2 separate regions of the Triticum aestivum genome follow, and region 2 is linked to region 1. Evidence: chromatin contacts called from public Hi-C data. All regions are on one chromosome and are shown on one strand. Each heading gives the region's core, a stretch centred on a gene start, on an enhancer-like site or on the middle of the called end of the contact. The rest is flanking DNA. Distances are from core to core; before and after follow the strand shown. Region 1 has its middle 91 kb from the start of LOC123138946. Region 2 has its middle 39 kb from the start of LOC123134779.

Evidence for each region. Hi-C and Micro-C count contacts between places; a contact is called where the count stands out from the background.
Region 2: a Hi-C map of leaf shows a contact between it and region 1, with 2.4 times the contacts expected there. The contact joins two enhancer-like sites. A contact is called at or near these places in 2 of 5 Hi-C or Micro-C datasets (both in leaf).

Annotation. Positions count from the first base shown.
Region 1 is chr6B:667,607,213-667,610,211 of IWGSC CS RefSeq v2.1, reverse strand. No RefSeq gene overlaps it. Among protein-coding and RNA genes, the nearest start is that of LOC123138946, 91 kb to the right of the region's middle. Within about 2 kb of position 1,486, at least 1 of the 8 cell types and tissues checked has an H3K27ac peak or open chromatin away from gene starts, as enhancers often do. A contact at or near this core is called in leaf, where this site is marked.
Region 2 is chr6B:667,852,818-667,855,816 of IWGSC CS RefSeq v2.1, reverse strand. No RefSeq gene overlaps it. Among protein-coding and RNA genes, the nearest start is that of LOC123134779, 39 kb to the left of the region's middle. Within about 2 kb of position 1,601, at least 2 of the 8 cell types and tissues checked have an H3K27ac peak or open chromatin away from gene starts, as enhancers often do. A contact at or near this core is called in leaf, where this site is marked.

The DNA of each region.
Region 1 (2,999 bases), core at 237-2,736:
TCAAGTCCATGTATTTCGGCGCAATAAATCGGATGTCAAGCGTTCTAGTACTATCTGTCAGGGTCAACCGGAGCGCGCACCTGCTTGCCATGCATGGCCGAGCTCGACATACATGGCACAAACATTGGCACGGGACATGGGGTGGAGTCCAAGGCAAAAAATAAATAAATGCATGCTCCCTCTGTCGCCGCGCTGCAGCTAGCAGCGCACACATGGCGGAGCGGAGGTGCTGCATGCATGCATGCATCAGGTAGGCGGAGGTGCTGCTGGCGCGTCCAAGCTTTCTCGGGTGACCCGATCGCGCTCTCGGTGCGGTGCTCCATCGATCTGTCCGGCGAACGGTCGGCTGGCTCAGGTTAATTTCATGCATCCCTTTGCAGCAAAGGTGCTCCAGGGTCCACACCACACAAAGATCTATCTAACCGACGCACCAACTCAATCTCTAGCTCATACCCTAGCTTCTTGGAGGGGATGAAAGAGAATGGACGTTTTTGCCGGGGTTGTTGTTAGTCGACATCACGTCATCTGCACCCAAAAAACGAAGCAATGATGGGACACCAGGAGCACTCATTTGTGGTTAGTTGGTCAGGTGTTTGGGAGTGTTGGATTGCTCGGTGTAAAGCTTTACACGCGCTGCTTTGTAGTACTACCTCCGTCTAGGTGAATAAGTCATTTGCGTAGTTTTAGGTCATCGATTTAAGCAATTAAATATGTGTTGTATGTTATGAAAAGTATATCACTAGATTTATATAAGGATGTAGTTTCTACATATATATTTTTTATCACATATAATACATATTTAGATAGTTGAATCGTCAACTTAGAACTACGCGAATGACTTATTCACCGAGACGGAGGTAGTACGTGGTTCGCCACGGTTCCGTAGAAGAACGGCTCCCCGCGGCGCGATCTTTATCCGAAGTAACCACGGGTCGCGCAACACCGCAGCATGCACTCCAATGCGGTTGCTCGCTCGTGCGACGAAAACGGGCGAAATCTGACAAGAAAAGTACTCCCTCCGTTTCAAGATTCTTGTCTCAGATTAGTATAGATACGGATGTATCTAATACTAAAATATAATTTGATACATCCGTATTTAGACAAATCTAAAAAAAGAATTTTGGAACGGAGGGAGTACGTGGATCGTGCGCACCGTGCCGACTATCCGCTGGCCGTGCGCGACCCCGACGCCGGCTTCGCGCGGCCAGCGGGCGGAATGACGCCCCGGTGGGATCTTTCCCGGCATGAGCACAAGCGCGCAACGTCAAAGACGTCGGAATTACTTCGCGCACAGAGTCAAACGGGAGCGGCGGCGGAGTAGAATTAAACAGGCGACCCAAACACGTCGGAATGCGTAGTGAGGCTCAACGCATGTACGTGTCGATCAGAAACAGAAGCCACAAAATGTTGCGGGCACGTTGCTGATGGGGACGGCCGTCTCCGGCGAGGACGACGGCCGGAGCCGTGGTGGAACGGTACTCTCCCGCCCTGACAACGAGCGTCACCGTTGACGCCGTAGACAGTACCGAGCAAGGCAGAAACCAAATATACAGCCAGTAGCTTCGAAGACCAAACGTGTGTCACATCGCCAGGATGACCACATGACAACTGTTAATTACCGCATTTTTCTTCTGATGAATGCCTCAGTAGCCGTGCAAAACAAGTAATGAAGAAGTGATTGATCGAACTAGTACTACTATTCTCAAGAAGATAGTGCACACTAACGTGGGTGGTGGTATCCTTATCCTGGCACTACTCCCAGCTTAGCAACTAAGGGTAATCCCCGCGTTTACGAGTCGCTAATTGTTAATCAGCGGCGTGTAAGACCATCTGAATACTGGATCTATGTCGAGATTTGCTCGGTTTAAATATGCCAAATGCTCCCTTCACGCGCTGAGCAAGGCCCGCTCTGATATTACTGCTGAGCTACAACGAGATTAAATTTTCTCGCTGCGATCGATCACTGTTATGGTAAGGCTCTGAACGTCGACCTCTGTTGTGTTTCTTTTTCATCCCGCCAAACTGCCAAGTTGAGATGCAAATACATTGAGCCGTAGTACTGATGGGTACTCTCTCCGCTTCAAAATGTAGCGTGTGTTTTTTTGCAAGTTAAACATGTTTACATTCGGTCAAGTTTATAGAAAAACAAAAACGAACATTTACGATAGAAATTAGTACCATTAGATCCATAATATATTCTGTATTTTATTTATTTGGTATTAATTGTAGATGTCGATAATTTCTTCTACAAACTTGGTTAAACATGCATATTAGATTTTTTTAACTGAGAACGTATATTGTAGTGTTATGAGAGATTCGTCTTGGAGCTCAAGCCCCAAATATTACCCATCTCGTCGGAACTTCCCGCCGAAATATTTGGCCCCACTCAGGCCCAAAAGCACAATAGGTGGAAAATTCCATTCCACCGGAATATTCCATTGTATTCTCGCCATGCCTCCCTAGAAATATTCCCCTCCCGCCAAGGCCTGAAATTCCTGCCATAATCTTCCCGCCAAAAATATTCTCTCCTGCTCGGACCCAAAAGCACAATAGGCGAAACAATGCTATCCCACGGGAATATTTCGCGCTCCCACCAATGCCTCCTAAATTTCTTTTGCTCCCGCCAAAATTTTCATCCAAGGCCGAAAAGTCAACTAGTGTTCAAACAAAACACCAAAAAAGGAGAGAAGACCTAACCCTACCCCGTAGCCCAGCACGCTCTCCTTCCCCTAAATTTGAGGGAAAATTTACCATATATTCTCAATGAAGTGCCTGAGCCAAAACGAATTTATCAAATATATGCCGAGGTTTGACGGTTTGGATGTTACTGGAGTGTCCGAACCAGAACCAACCAAACCAGATATTTTCAAATTTTAGAAGTCCCATGTGATTTTAGATTCGGAGATGTGCAACTGAATATATACTGTCAATCAAGTGGGAGGTAAAAAGATGCGATCAGTTTCCCACCAAGAAAGTACACGCCAAATTCCCCGGTGCAA
Region 2 (2,999 bases), core at 352-2,851, 250 kb before region 1:
AACCACCGGCGCCGATTTTCCATGTCCAGCCGGCCATGAGCCCCGGAAAATGAAGCTCCGCCTCCGTAGCCAGCAAGCGGTTAATCAGGGTCATTTCTATGATAATGGGGTCATCTTCTGTAAAAGAACATTAATTATTATTAAATTAGTGTAGGATTTTGTAATTTCATTGCGGTCAATTGATCTAGTGCATACAAGGCAGCTCCGTCCCTAGGTTGGCCAAAGAGCCCACGGTTGGGACGCAAACAAACGCTTAACGACCCTACGCTGAAGGTGGCTTCGGGTGAATGCGGAGATCGCCTTCATCTTGATCGGGCATCTTTACACATAGGTCTTGGTATTTGGCGCTCATCCTACATCTTGATCTTCTTGCCTTGCACGCCATGAAATCCTTCGTCCTTTTTCCCCTAAGGAAACCTGGGGTAGACCACCTGACAAAGTTGTCACCCCTCATACCATGCGTACATAGAAAAATATGGTCCAAAATACCGCACGGATAGGAATCCGGTGAAACCACCTTCCCTTCGCACAAAGCAGATACAAAATCTGCCAAGCCATGAGCAGCTTTCTGTTCCTGCAGATAGCAAACGAGTTCAAGAAATCTAGTGAGGTCTCTTATTTAACTTCCGAAGTTTGGTCTAGTTTACACCGGGCCACAACCTGATTAAGCCAACATTTCAGCCCAACTAACAAAGTCAAGCAAAATGAAATTTTAGTGCAAACTCTCTAGAAAAGCGTTGTTTCCACTGAAGAGTATTAAAAAATAGTCAAATATTTTCTTAATGGAGTGCCCGAGCCAAAACTGGTCGACAATTTAACAAATACTCACTCCGTTTCTAAATATAAATATTTTTAGATATTTCAATACAAACTACATATAGATGTATATAGACATATTTTGGAGTGTAGATTCACTCATTTTGCTTCGTATGTAGTGTCTTATTGGAATCTTTAAATAGATTTATATATAGGGACCAAGAGAGTATATGTCAAAGTTTGAGATTTTAGATCTTACAGGAGTATCCAAATTACAGCCAAGAAAACCATAAATACTCCCTCCATTTCTAAATATAAGTATCTTTAGATATTTCAATACAAACCACAACTAGTGTCAACGACGTTCTTATATTATAATAAGGAGTAGATATTTTCACATTCAGAAGTTGCTTGTGATTTTAGATTCGGAGATGCGCCACTGGATAGTGCCAATCAAGTGGGAGGTACAAAGGAAAAAAGAATGTCAAATCAAGTGGAAGTACAAAACTTCATTTTCCAAGAACCAGTGCCGAACAAGACCTTAGCGTATGTCAACGGAGGATATTTTATCGGTTTTTAGTGGCACCGACCACTCGGAGAAAGTCCCTCTCGCGATAAAGCGCGGGCAAGCACCATGGAAGCATATTCACTCCAAAAACTAATGTACCCACACCAAACCTATCGCCAATGCCAAGTATATATACATATACAACAAGCACCACACTTCAAGCATTTTAGGTTGACCGAATACGGTGGCGTTATCGCGGAGCATATGCCATCTCCTCGTCCGATTGGCCGGTCCATCTCCGGGCGGACGGACGTACGTGGACAGGACGCCGGCCGCGAGACGCGTAGCATGCAGGCGTAATATGCTTAGCACATGCTTGCACAACACAAACTCTCGCCTAGTTCACACTCACACACGCACATGCTCAACGGATTACTACGTACCTTGTTGCTTGCTCTGGACAACGCTGGCCGATCGTCAATTATATATGCCATCTTCTTACCAGAAGCATCTACTCTGATCAGCTGTCGTGTTCTCGGGATGGACCACCCATATTGCCGTGGTCGTCTGAAATACTAAGGGGCTGTTTGGTCCTAGGCCTTGCATTGTCATATTTTGCCACATATTTTTATCAAATTTGTCTAAGGTTAGTTCATCAGAATGAGAGCCACAAGTTGGCAAGCCTAAGAAAATCTTGCCATACTTTTTATGTGTATTGCCATGTGGGACCCTAGTGTGGCTTGCCTAAGGTATGGCTTGAACCAAACACTCGCCTAAGTTAGTCAAACATGTCTAACTTTAGATGTGGCCACCTTTGATAAAGTTAGTCACAAACCAAACAGGCCCTAAGGGTTTCTTGGCCAATGTCATGTTAACAAGAGCCTTGCATGTCCTAACCACTAATTTGTCCAAGCGCATGCATGCATGTGTTGTTAATGACGGCATGCATATCATGGAATGGAGTGGGAGGATATTCTTTCCTTGGCTGGCCAATCATTCGCACAAAGCAAGCTAGCCTGCCTTATCTAATACGTTGTCCAGATTCTTGCCTCGCCGGTCGATGCGCCCTAGCTTCTATCTGGAAGTTCCAAAGTTTGGTTTGTGTCATGTGAGCTAGCCGGCAGTCGGCACGGCACGCTTAGGTTGGATCTTGTGGAGGAATAGGTGTGGAAAAATGGATGGCTAATGGATCATATCCAATCTGCCCTAGCCTAGCTAGTGTAAGTGGCCTAACGAAGGCTCTGCGCCTCTGCCACGTTGCTTTCCACCCAAAAGTCATTTTTCTTGCTCTCGTCTTGAAAAGGGCCGTTTTCACATTTGTTTATCCTGCGTGCCTGACATCATTAACGCTTTTCTTACAAGAAACACAGTTGTAAGATTGATCTAACTGCACTACTTGTCCGTCAGTATGATTGATCTCATCAAGATTCAACTCTTTTCCCTAAAAAAAAGTAGCTATTTCTCCATCGTTTTGCTGCTACGAACGCACGCAGAGACAAAAACAAGATATGACAAGATAGGTGTCCATTTGTACCAGTAACTACTACTCATCTACTCCCTTCATTCCATAACGTAGTACGTCCGCGCTTCCCAAAATTTAATGTGTGATCAAATTTAGATCTCGAAAAACACAGACACACCACATGGTGAAATGAAGAGAGTAGCTAATAACTAGTTTGTTTCTTCATAAACTCCGGCCTACATAGTTGTGCCGCCGCCTTCGTTAGGCCACTTA